Regions from separate parts of the Canis lupus genome. Here region 1 is linked to region 2. The links are chromatin contacts, called in public Hi-C maps. All regions are on one chromosome and are shown on one strand. The core of a region is the stretch at or near the end of the contact, and the rest is flanking DNA. Distances in the headings are between cores, read along the strand shown.

Region 1 (5,188 bases), core at 1,435-3,934, 350 kb after region 2:
AATACCAGATTTGACAACCGTGTGTTTACTTGCCTCGCTCGCGAAAGAGCCGGGATTCTTTCCTCTGGGACCAACGGGCAGGAATAATCTACCCGTACTATGAACACGCGGGTACGGAGCGGCAGACCGCGGCCAGGAAGGGTCCACGGCCCGGCGGAGGGCTCTCACGACCACAAAGTGGACTCGAGCAGCCAGCGAGGAGCCAGCGGTCTGGGCGCCGGGGGCCTGCAGGTGGGGGGGGGGGGGGGGGGTCGCGGGGGTTTTCGGACGCTTTGGAACAATCCACTGCCACTCGCTCTCGCTGGGTGGGAGATTGGGGGGAGGGGGGAGCTCTGCGCCGTGCGGGGTCTCCGCCCGGAGTCGGGAGCAGGCCTCGGGCGGCAGCTCCTCCAACCCGGACCCTATCCTGCCCGCCACCGCGGCCCCGGGCTCGGGGCTGGGCACTGGCCCCCAGACGGAAAACCGCAGCTGCCGGGGCTTCGCGCATCTCTGCGAGGCTCCCGGTCACCCCTGCTCTTCCTCCGGGGCCGCCGCAACCCCACACCCCGAGACAGCGGGTCGGGGGTCTCGGACCTCCCGCCATGGCCCCACGTCGCCGCAGCCCCGAGGAGGCAAGCTCAAGGTGACACCTTCTGGACGACGGATCCGGGCTCCGCGCCCGCGCTCTGGGGCCCGGCTTCCCGTCAGAGCCCGGTCGCCTCACCTGGCAGCGGCACACGATGTCGGCGTCCTGCGCCAGCAGATCCACCACCTTCCCTTTGCCTTCGTCGCCCCACTGCGCGCCGAGCACCACCGTCACCCGGTTTCCCCCGGGCCGCGCCCCGGGGCGGCCGCAGTCGCCGTTGGGCAGGGACGAGGCCGCCGCGTCGGTCTCGGCGAGCGCCATGGCTCCAGTGACGCGAGGAGAGCCCGAGAGGGACGCGGGCGGCGGGGAGTGCGCGAACTCAACCGCTCTGCGGCCGCCAGCCACATGCGGAGGAAGAAGGAGCCAGAGGCCGGCCCCGGCCCCGCCCCCGCCCCCGCCCCCGCCCCCGCCGGGCCGCCACCCTCCAGCCAGGCCCCGCCCCGCTCTCCGCCACAGCCCGCTCACCGGGCGCCCATGACTGCCCCGCGCAGGCCGGCCGCCGCAGCACCGCCCGCAGGAAGAGGCCCCGGTGGCGGCAACCGCCGCCACCCGGACCGAGGCCACGCCCCTTCCGCAGCCCGGCGCGCCACCCCGGGGCGCACCCCGCGAGCGGAAGGCGGCGGGGGCGGGGCCTCGAGGGCGCTTCGCCTCCACGCCCCGCCTACCCGCCCTGCTCCCGCTTTTCAAACCCGAGAGGCGCGGAGGTGCGTGCTCGAGCGTCGGACTACAACTCCCGGCATGCAACGCTCCGGGCGGAGGCGACGCCTGTTGGGGCCATGCTGTTTGCTGTCTGCAGGTCTCCGTCTCCGAAGACGTTTTCAGATTATTCTTACACGACTTGTCTGTATTAAGGGACGAGATCATGTGTACGAAATACGAAGGGTGGAATTCCCAAATGCAAGTAGGATGGAATGGAAACGTACAGATTGAGAATGGGGGGGAACTAGAGGGCAATAAGCACAGAGATGGGACCGGGATCCGACAGGGCAAACTCCAAAGTCTAGCAATAGAGGATGTTGGAACCGAACATCTAGAACCCGAGTAAAGTTGTAACCCTTCCCATTTTGCACATTAGTAACAGGCTCCGAGAGTAGGAGGGCGATACTGATGCATAGTTTGTGCCAAATACTGCGATACTCCTAGCTCTTTTAAATCCCACAACCATATAAGTAAGTAAGAGTATCTTACCCTTGTTTTACAGGACTTAAAAATTAACTTGCTCTGGTGCTGGCTGACTGAATCGGTAGGGAGAGTCCGGAGCCCAGACCCTCTGTGTTCCACTCCCCTTCGTGTTTGAGCTGCAGCGAGATTCCGGAGTAAAGTGTTCCTACTGCTGAACTAATGCTCTTCCAACTGCAGCTCACAGTACCTGACGTCGAATCTGATAGAAAATAGCTTCATAAAAAAGTGGGAACAGAATCGCATTACATGCAGTGTCTACCACATACGCATCACAAACGCACAGTCACGTTCTCTAATGGCCCCAGGAACAGAGTGCAGTATTAAACTATTCCCCGATGACTGGTTGTCAGTAAACACTGAGGACCTACTCCAAACTGGTGGCACTGGGCCCTGATGACATAAGAGGAGTAAAGATACTGTTGCAGCACTCAAGGATTCAGATGATTTGGTCTAACAACCAATAAGCAGATAAATGGTAATACCATGTGACAATTTTGGTGTTTATCTTGGCTTTACCAGATTACGATCCCTCTGTAAACCAGAAAGCTGTGATACTTCTTTGCACTCCAGTGCGCAAGGTAGTGCTGGGCATAAAGCAAGTGCTCAGTAACAACACTAACTTGAAAATCATCTATGGAGTGCCTGGAAAGCACTGCCGGATATGTATTTGTTGTCGCAGTATTTCTACAGTCACAACGAAAATTTGGGCTAAAAGATAGTCATTTAAAAGCTTCACCTTCGTTTAGTCAACTGGGACTTTCCGAAGTGGTTTTTGCTCTTTCACTCCAAGCAGGCATGGTTTCTGCCTGCCTTTCCTCAAGTCTGGTTTACATTTTCGACTCCCACCAACGGCGAGGCTGCGGGTGGCGCAGGTAGCGGCCTGCCCTGGCGCGCATGCGCACCCGCGGGGCCCGGGACCCCGCCCCGCCCCGCGGTCCCCAGCGCCGCCGCCGCAGCAGCAGCTCCCGCCTCCTCCCTTGTCCGCTGGCGCCCCCGGGAGCGCGCTGGGCCGGGGCTGGCGCGGCTCGGGCGGTTGGGCGGTTGGGCGGTTGGGCGGAGGCCGGCTGTGCGCCATGTCAGCCCGGGGATTGGCGGTGTTGCTGTCGTGGCTGAGCTGCTGCGGCTCTGCCCTGTGGAGGTAGAGATGCCAGTGGCGCCCGGGGGCCCCGGCGGAGGTCGCCCTTGGGGACGCAGCCCCGCCCCGCCCGGCCTCGCCTCGCCTCGCCTCGCCCCGCCGCCCCCTTCCGAGAGTCGCGGAGGACGAGGGCGCAGCTTTAGGGCTTCGCTCTTCCAGGGTCTCGGTCACTCCGCGTCGCTGCCCCTGCGGGCAGCGGAGCCTTTCGTTTCCTCCAGCTTGAGCAGAGGAGGGAGGGGGAACCCACAAGTCGCTCCCGGGGAGGGAGGCCGGGGCGAGGGCACTTCCCTGGGGTGACTAGGTGGCGGAAGTTACCTGGGAGGCAGGTGCACTTGATTTGTGACAAAGTGCTTTATAAACTAAACAAATAAATGTAAGGGGGTGTAATTCCTGCATGAGGAATGGGAGTTGTTTCCTGTGATGGGATTTAGGGAGTGAAAACTTAAAAAGTTCTGAGAAATCCTCAATGCCAAGTGTGAGTTTTCTTCGGTTGGGTAGCAACTGCTGGGTTGGAAAATGGATCGAAATATTTTAGAAATATTTCTAACATGGGTTAAAAAAACAGATGATTAGCCTTCTGTGACTATTCTCTTCGATGGAGGTTTGGCTGTATTACCCTCTAACATTAGGACGTAAGAACCCTGACAATAAATCAACCATTCCAGAGATTGCTGAGGGAAGGGATCCACAGCCCCTCCTTGGACACTTGGGGGAGATCGGACAGAGATAGAGTAGCCTTGAGAGAAAGCAAAAAGATAGCATTCTGGCAGAACTGTGTCAACCTCTGTTTTCTCCTCTATAAAGTGAAGAAAATAAAACCTGTCTCGTGGGGTGGTAGCGAGGCTTGAATGCAAAGATATATTTAGCTCCCAACACGTGCCTGGCAAATGGGTCAGTATAGGGATGGGGGATATTATCAAGCATGGCCTGTGAATTCAAAGACTTTATAGACTTTATGGTGTACACCAGAGGTTACCAAACTTTCTGTAAGTGCCAGATAGTAAGGCCTTTCGGGTGATGTAATGCACAACTCAACACTAGTAAGCCAATGGGTGTGGCCGTGTGTCAATGAAAATCTTTACAAAAACGGGAGGAATTTGACCCCAACTTGCTAACCCCTGCTCTACGTTCATAAATGAAGGAGATGCTAAATTTCTTTCCCTTCCCTAAATTTTCAGTGAGAGTTTAATGAAGACAAACATATTATTTCCCATAGTAGTCACTGGCTCCTTGAATTTTATTTCTTAATAAGGTGTTCTCTTAAAGGACAAAATTTCTTAAATTTGATGTAATGATTTTTTTTATTGTTAGCTTTTTTGGGGTGGAGAATTCAGGGTAGTTGTCTTATTTCAATGATTTCTTTCTTTCCTGAGCATCTGAGAGACATTTACCTAAATTTTCTACTAAGAGTATTAATGTTTTTGATATTTCTTATCCCAGTGGAGTTGGTTTTCATAAATGATCTATGGTAGGACTGCGATTATTTCTTTCTCCTTATGAATCCAGATCCATTTTCCAGCTCCATTTATTGAGTATCACCTCTGTCCTATACAAAACTTCCCTATGGACTTATGTCCACTTCTGGGTTTACTATAGAATCCCTCTTATTTGGAGGAGAAATTATTTTAATACTTATATTTGACCTTTTTCTCCATAGGTATTCCACTAACAGCCCAAACTACCACATTTTTAGTACCAGAAGTACTGTAAGTGTTTAACTTTTTTCAAACTAGAGTTAAATATTATTATCTACCTTAGAGAACAGTATTTTATACTCAGTTGCTTTTTTGTTTTTGTTTTTGTTTTTTTTATTTATTCATGAGAGACACAGAGAGGCAGAGACATAGGCAGAGTTCTCCCTGCAGGGAGTCCTGTATTAGACTCCATTCCAGGATCCCAGGATCATAACCTGAGGCAAAGGCAGATGCTCAACCACTGAGCCACCCAGGTGCCCCTATACTCAGTTATGGCACAGTATCATTCATTTATTTCTATTTCCTTTATCATCCTAATATAAATCCCCTCACCAATAAATGTCGTTAAATATGTATGTACCAAACATAAGTAGTGTGGTTTTGAGTTTTTGTGATTTAATATTCACAGATAGAATGGCCATACAATACATTGTGTAAACTATTGAAAATGAAAGTCCTATTAATATTTATGCTGGGACAACAGATAGAAATTGCAGCTGCCTTGGCAAACCAGGATGAATGGTCACCAAAGCTGTAGACTTCATTCTCTAT
Region 2 (5,428 bases), core at 1,748-4,247:
TGGGGGCTATTTGGGTCTGACTTCTTACTTTCCACAGTTCCAGTGAGCACTCAGTAAAAATAGTAATTGTTCTGTGTCATGACACCTCTGACATCAGTCTTGTTTTATTTACAATTTGTATGCTGATGATTTTCCAAAGATGATTAAAAGGATCATTTTTGTAGTAAGTTTATGACACTTTCAAATAAATTCAGAGAGTAAAACATTTTCTTAACGTAAAAAATGGGGCAGAAAAAATACAGCCTCACCAGGGGCCGGGGGAAGATGATTGTAACAACTGAATATTACATTTAGCTCTGACATTCATATTATATTGTTGTTTAGTCTCTCCGTTGTTCCAGATTTTTATACAGTCACACCATTTCTTTCCCAGCTCCATTTAAACCCCAGGAAGGAGAGAACCTGCCTCTTGCTTTTCTGTTCATCTTTCACATCCCATCAGAATGCCTTTCTTGAACACAATAAATACTCCAGAAATGTTTTTATTGATTCTGACAACGTATGAATATTCCATGCATTTTCATAAATTTATAAAACCCTTTACATAATTGAGGGATGACATACTTGCTTCCTTAAATATCCATTTAATCTATATTTTCTGGCTACACAACTCAGCTCTCAAAAATGAATTCTAGTAATGACTGCCCCATCTAGGAAACAATGCTCACAACTTCGGAGGCATCGACGTGTCAGACCCCTGGCTCATCTCCGGGGCTGTTATTCTACTTAGGTAATTAAACCCTTTGGTACAGCTGTGATTTTGCTCTCTATGCCACAGAGCTAAGTTTCCAAACTTTTCGTGGAGGATCTAATTTTCTCACGGACTTATTAATATCCTGACACAATAGCTTCATGTCTGTTCATCCAGAGATCTGTTATTTTCCTTATTTTGAACTTTTCTTAGGTGAGGAACAGCTCTGAGAATGCAAACATTTTATTCCTTTTTCCTTCCTCAACTTGTTGGCAAAGCATGTGCTCCTTTTCACATTTTTTTTTTTTTAATAGTATGTTGCATCCATCAAGAAAATTTACAAATTTCCCTAACTGGAAACAGAGCAAACTGAAATTGGGCCTTCTACCAATAGACTAAAAGATCTAGAATTCACCAAAAGCATACATACAACGGTATGTTTCATGAACTAAGGAACTAATTATCACAGGATGGCCTTGATCTCAGTGATCCATCCCGAGGGCATGTGAAAAAGCCCAGGAAAGAGAACATCGGATTGTTTCTAACAGGACAGCCCAACTGTATTTCAGCTCCAGGAATGTTACGTGCTCCTGTTTGGACTTCATTAGTAATTCAACATGTCTGATTTGCCCACACAATGCTCTCAACTTAGTTTACCCATTTGACCTGGAACAAAGTGAAAGCACATTTTGCTCAGTTGAAAGGTCTCCTGGCAAGTTGGTTAGCAACAGGCTTGCCAGTCCCGGTTCAGTTAGCAAAGAATAAACACATTTCATGTGACAATTACTAGTGCACTGACTTCCTTACTGTGCAATTTGCTATTGTACATTCTTGAACCTTTTTTTTTTTTTTTTTTTTTTTTTACTTGCTGCTCCACTTTGTCATCCCCGCCTCAACAAGATTTGCAATTTCTTGCGAAGTCTCTACATTTCTCCGTTGCCGTGATGGACCCACTTTCATAGCCAAGAGGCAGGATCAGATAAAAGTTCCTCTGGAGGGAGGGGACAGCGGCACCGCAGTCTGTCTCACATCTTCCCTCGGTGGCTGAACGCTGTGGCTTGATACGTACCAATTAAGGAATCCGGCTACGGCTTCCACAACTACCAATTTTACCGGAGTTCTCTAGAATTTGGTCGCTTGGGAGTGTGTGCTGGTGAGAGGGCGAGTGCCCCGGGGCCGCGGGGGCCGCAGGCGTGTCTCCCGGAGCCAGACCTCGTCCGGGGAGCGACGCCCCGACTGGCCTCCCGGAGCCCGCGGCCGCGGCGCCCCGACCTGCACCGGGGGGCGGGGGGGCGGGGGGGCGGGACGGAGCGCGGGCGCCGCTCGGTTCCGCTCCCCGCGCTCGGGCGGGCCACGACTGCGCCGCGTCCCCCGCGTCCCCGCGCGCCCTGCCTCCCGAGGATACCTGCGCAACTCGGCGCACGCCGGCCCCAGCGCTTTTAAAAGTGTGTTTCTGGTGGTCACGGTGCGCCCCGAGAAGGTCGCGCCGCACCCCCCCGGGGCGCGCGAGGCCCCGGAGCCCGGAGACAGGCCCCTCCCAGCGCAGCTGTCGCTGCCGCCTGCGGGCTCCTTTCACTTTCTCACGGCCAAGTCACCCAGAGGGGCGCCGCTGCCGCCGCCGCCGCTGCGCCCGAGGACTCCGCCCCGCGCCGCCTCGCTACCGGCCCCCCGCCCGCCCGGGCCCCGCCCACCGCAACAGCTCCTGCCCGCGATTGGCTCGCGCGAGCGGCAGCTCCGGCCCGCCTCGCCCATTGGCTGCGCCCTCCTGTCAGTCCGACGGTCGCCCGCCACTCCCCCCGCCCTCCCGCGAGGCCGCCCTCCCATTGGAGGAGGCCGCGCGCTGGGGGCGGGCGGGGAGCGCCGGCCCAGCCGCTTACGGTCAATCGCAGGGGCCCAACGCCGGGAGGGAGGGAGGCAGGGGGAGGAGAGGGGCGGGCCGAGGCCGGGCGGGGGGGAACATCTGGCCGGCGCCGCCGCGTGCGTGCGTGGTGCGTCCTCCCGCCCCCTCCCCTCCCCCTCCCCCGCCCGCCCCCCCTCCCCGCCCCCCCTCCCGGCCGGCGGCTCCGCACTCGCTCCCTCGCTCGCTCCCTCGCTGTGTCTGGCAGGCTGCGGCCGCCGCTGGGCTGCTGCCATGGGGAGCCGTTGAGAGTGGGGCCCTCTTCGCTCCGCCGCGCTCCTCCGGCTGCCAGCGGGGGTGGGTGGGAGGGAGGGAGGGGGCAGGGGGAGCGGGCGACGGAGCCGGGATTGGGGGGCGGGGGGGCCGGGAGGGAGGGGGGCCAGAGGAGGAGGAAGCCCACCAAGTCCGGCGGCGGCGGCGGCGGCGGCGGCCGGGAGGAAGAGGAGGAGGAGGCGGAGGACGCGGCGGCGGCGGCGGCGGCGGCGGCGGCGGCGGCGGGGACGCGGTGACTTAGGGCCGCTCCGTGTGAGTGCCGGCGCCCGCCCCGGCCCCTGACCCGGCGCCCCCTCCGCGCCCGGCCCCCCTGGCGGGCGGGGGGCGCCAGCTGTGCGGCCCGGGCCGGGCCGGGGCGGGCGGAGGGCGGGCCGGGCCGGGCCGGGGGCGCCCCCGCGAGTGGAGTTTAGTTTGTGTGCTCGGAGCGGTTGGGGCGGCGGGGGGCGGCGCAGCTGCGGGAGGCCGGGCGCGGGGACGGGGCCGCCGCAGCTGCGGGGTCGGGCGGGGTGCGGGCTCGCCGGCTCCGCGCCGCGCCCCCCGCCCCCCTCCCCGCGGCCGGTGCAGCTGCGGCGCGGGGCGGGCTCCCGGCCCGTGCAGCTGCGGCGGCGCCTCCCGGGTGCGGAGGGCGGCGGGCTGGGGGAGGGGGGCTTGGGAGCCGCCGCAGCTGCAGCGGCGCCCGGGACGGCCGCGGCTCCGGGGACCGGTGCAGCTGCAGTGGCGCCCGGGGGGGAGGGGGCCGGCGGGGGAGGGGCCCCTCCCGGGCTGGTGCAGTTGCCGGGAGGCCCCGGGGGCTCGCGCGCCGCGGCGTCGGGGAAGCGGTAGCAGCCACCCTCCTCCCGCGGGCTGCTTCTTACGACTTTTCTTTTGTTGTTGCCGTGACCCGGGTCTGTTTTCTCGTCTGCTGTGGAAGGTGTTTTCCTGCTGCACCGGCTCTCCGCCCTCCACCTCCTTCCCTGTGGTTTAACCTTCCTCTTTCCCCGTGTGTTTTATGCACGGCGAACTACGTGGAGATTTGCATTTCTTACCCACCCCACCCCCGGCCCCACTCCGCACCCTCGCCCCCACCCCTCGGGAGAAACAGAAGCCCAGCCTCACAGTCCGTCCCTGGACCCCGCGGTAGCAGGACTGCGAAGGGGTTGATTTGTGGGGTGGGAGTCGCTGGCCCATTGCGGTGCTTGGGACTCATTAAACTGTCACTCACCCCCCACCCCACCGGGTAAATGGGGTGATTAATGTCTGATACGTTGGAATGGGGCGAGGGCATTTGTGGAGAATAGGTTGTGTGGCTGGGAAGGAATGTGGCTCCCGAAGAGTGCCTCCCGCAATAGGCGTTCGTCATCCTGTCATTCACCGCGAAGTTAGAGAAAGTTCGGTCTGTGACTTTGGCAGAGCGAGGGAGACTGGACGGAGACGCCGGTGTTTGTTACTGGTTAACTGTGCCGCGGTGTTCGGGTGAGGACCGGGCGGTGACCAGCAGGGCTGCGACGCTCGCGCCTCGGGCCTGCGCTGCGCCTCGCCCTCCCGAGCCCGTGGGGATGGCTTTGACATTCACAGATGTCGCAGCACCTTGCAGGGCACGGGGCAGCCCAGCCCGGGTTACGTTATGATTTCATCAGCCATTAGAAAAAGACCCACAAAGTCGAGCTGAAAAGTTCCCAAACTTACTAGACTTGCCCCCCCCCCTTCTTACTGAAAGCTGAAAGGTTTTCTTGTGATCACGAAACATCACAGAGTGACCCAAAAAAAGATTGTTATGGGACACAGATCAAGGGGAAGACAAAGTTCTGCTTTTTTTTTTTTTTTAATTTTTTTTTTCTCCCCTGAGCGGAGAGTCAGATCAGATATGCAGGTGCAGTGTTCATTTTAAGCGGCCGTAGCAGGTTGTATCAGTTTATTAATTTGTCTCATTGAACTGAAGTACTTTCCAGGATTTCAGAAAGTGCAGTTTCACCTTGTTGATAGTGAGAGTTGAAATTTGCATGTAGTGGCAATGTAGAAATTTTATTGAGTAGGTTGTAGGACACAAATAGTTAAAATTAAGAGGGAAATAATAAGGTGAACCCGGCTGTAGTAATAGTTCTGTATAGTCTCCCAGCATTGAGACATGTATGCCATTATCTTGGCAGGAAAAAAAAAAAAAATGAAAGTACCGTAATAATGTTGAAATGGGACTGGAGATGTCAATTGGGTTGGTTTAAAAATATCCCTAAGCTGCCTTTGAAACTAAACGTTGGAGTTGAATAAAAGTGAATCTGGATTTCCTGAATAGCACCGTGGCTTGAGTGTGCTGTCAGTATGTGAGCCAGTCCACCAACTTAAGACAGAAGTGTTGCTATTCCATAAATACAGTAGAACTCCATATGCTGAGTTTTTCAATTTCTTTCTGTTAGAAAGTTTGGAAAAAAAGGGAGACTTTGAAGTATTTTGTTTATACTAACAGAAGAGAAAAGTTCTCCTAAGAAAAAGCTGGTGGCAGGAGTGTAGAGGAGTAGCATATGGCATTAAAAGGAGCACAGCTGGAGGTAGCATTTCCATCTGAACATGATGTCAGAGCAGCTGACAGCCTG

What was found. A called contact is a pair of places that touch in the nucleus more often than the background predicts.
Region 1: a Hi-C map of blood shows a contact between it and region 2, with 9 times the contacts expected there. The contact joins the promoter of ADSS2 here to the promoter of ZBTB18 in region 2. A contact is called at or near these places in 3 of 9 Hi-C or Micro-C datasets (blood and liver).

The regions. Positions count from the first base shown.
Region 1 is chr7:35,419,687-35,424,874 of UU_Cfam_GSD_1.0, forward strand. It overlaps ADSS2 (adenylosuccinate synthetase isozyme 2), which reads right to left and starts at 2,685. Exons shown (of 15, transcript XM_038542750.1): 1 at 2,544-2,685; 2 at 1,814-2,006. It overlaps CATSPERE (cation channel sperm-associated protein subunit epsilon), which reads left to right and starts at 2,338. Exons shown (of 23, transcript XM_038542744.1): 1 at 2,338-2,679; 2 at 4,600-4,648. The coding sequence starts at 2,441.
Region 2 is chr7:35,065,178-35,070,605 of UU_Cfam_GSD_1.0, forward strand. It overlaps ZBTB18 (zinc finger and BTB domain-containing protein 18), which reads left to right and starts at 2,998. Exons shown (of 2, transcript XM_038542739.1): 1 at 2,998-3,113. It overlaps LOC111096696 (a long non-coding RNA gene), which reads left to right. Exons shown (of 4, transcript XR_005362219.1): 4 at 374-1,587.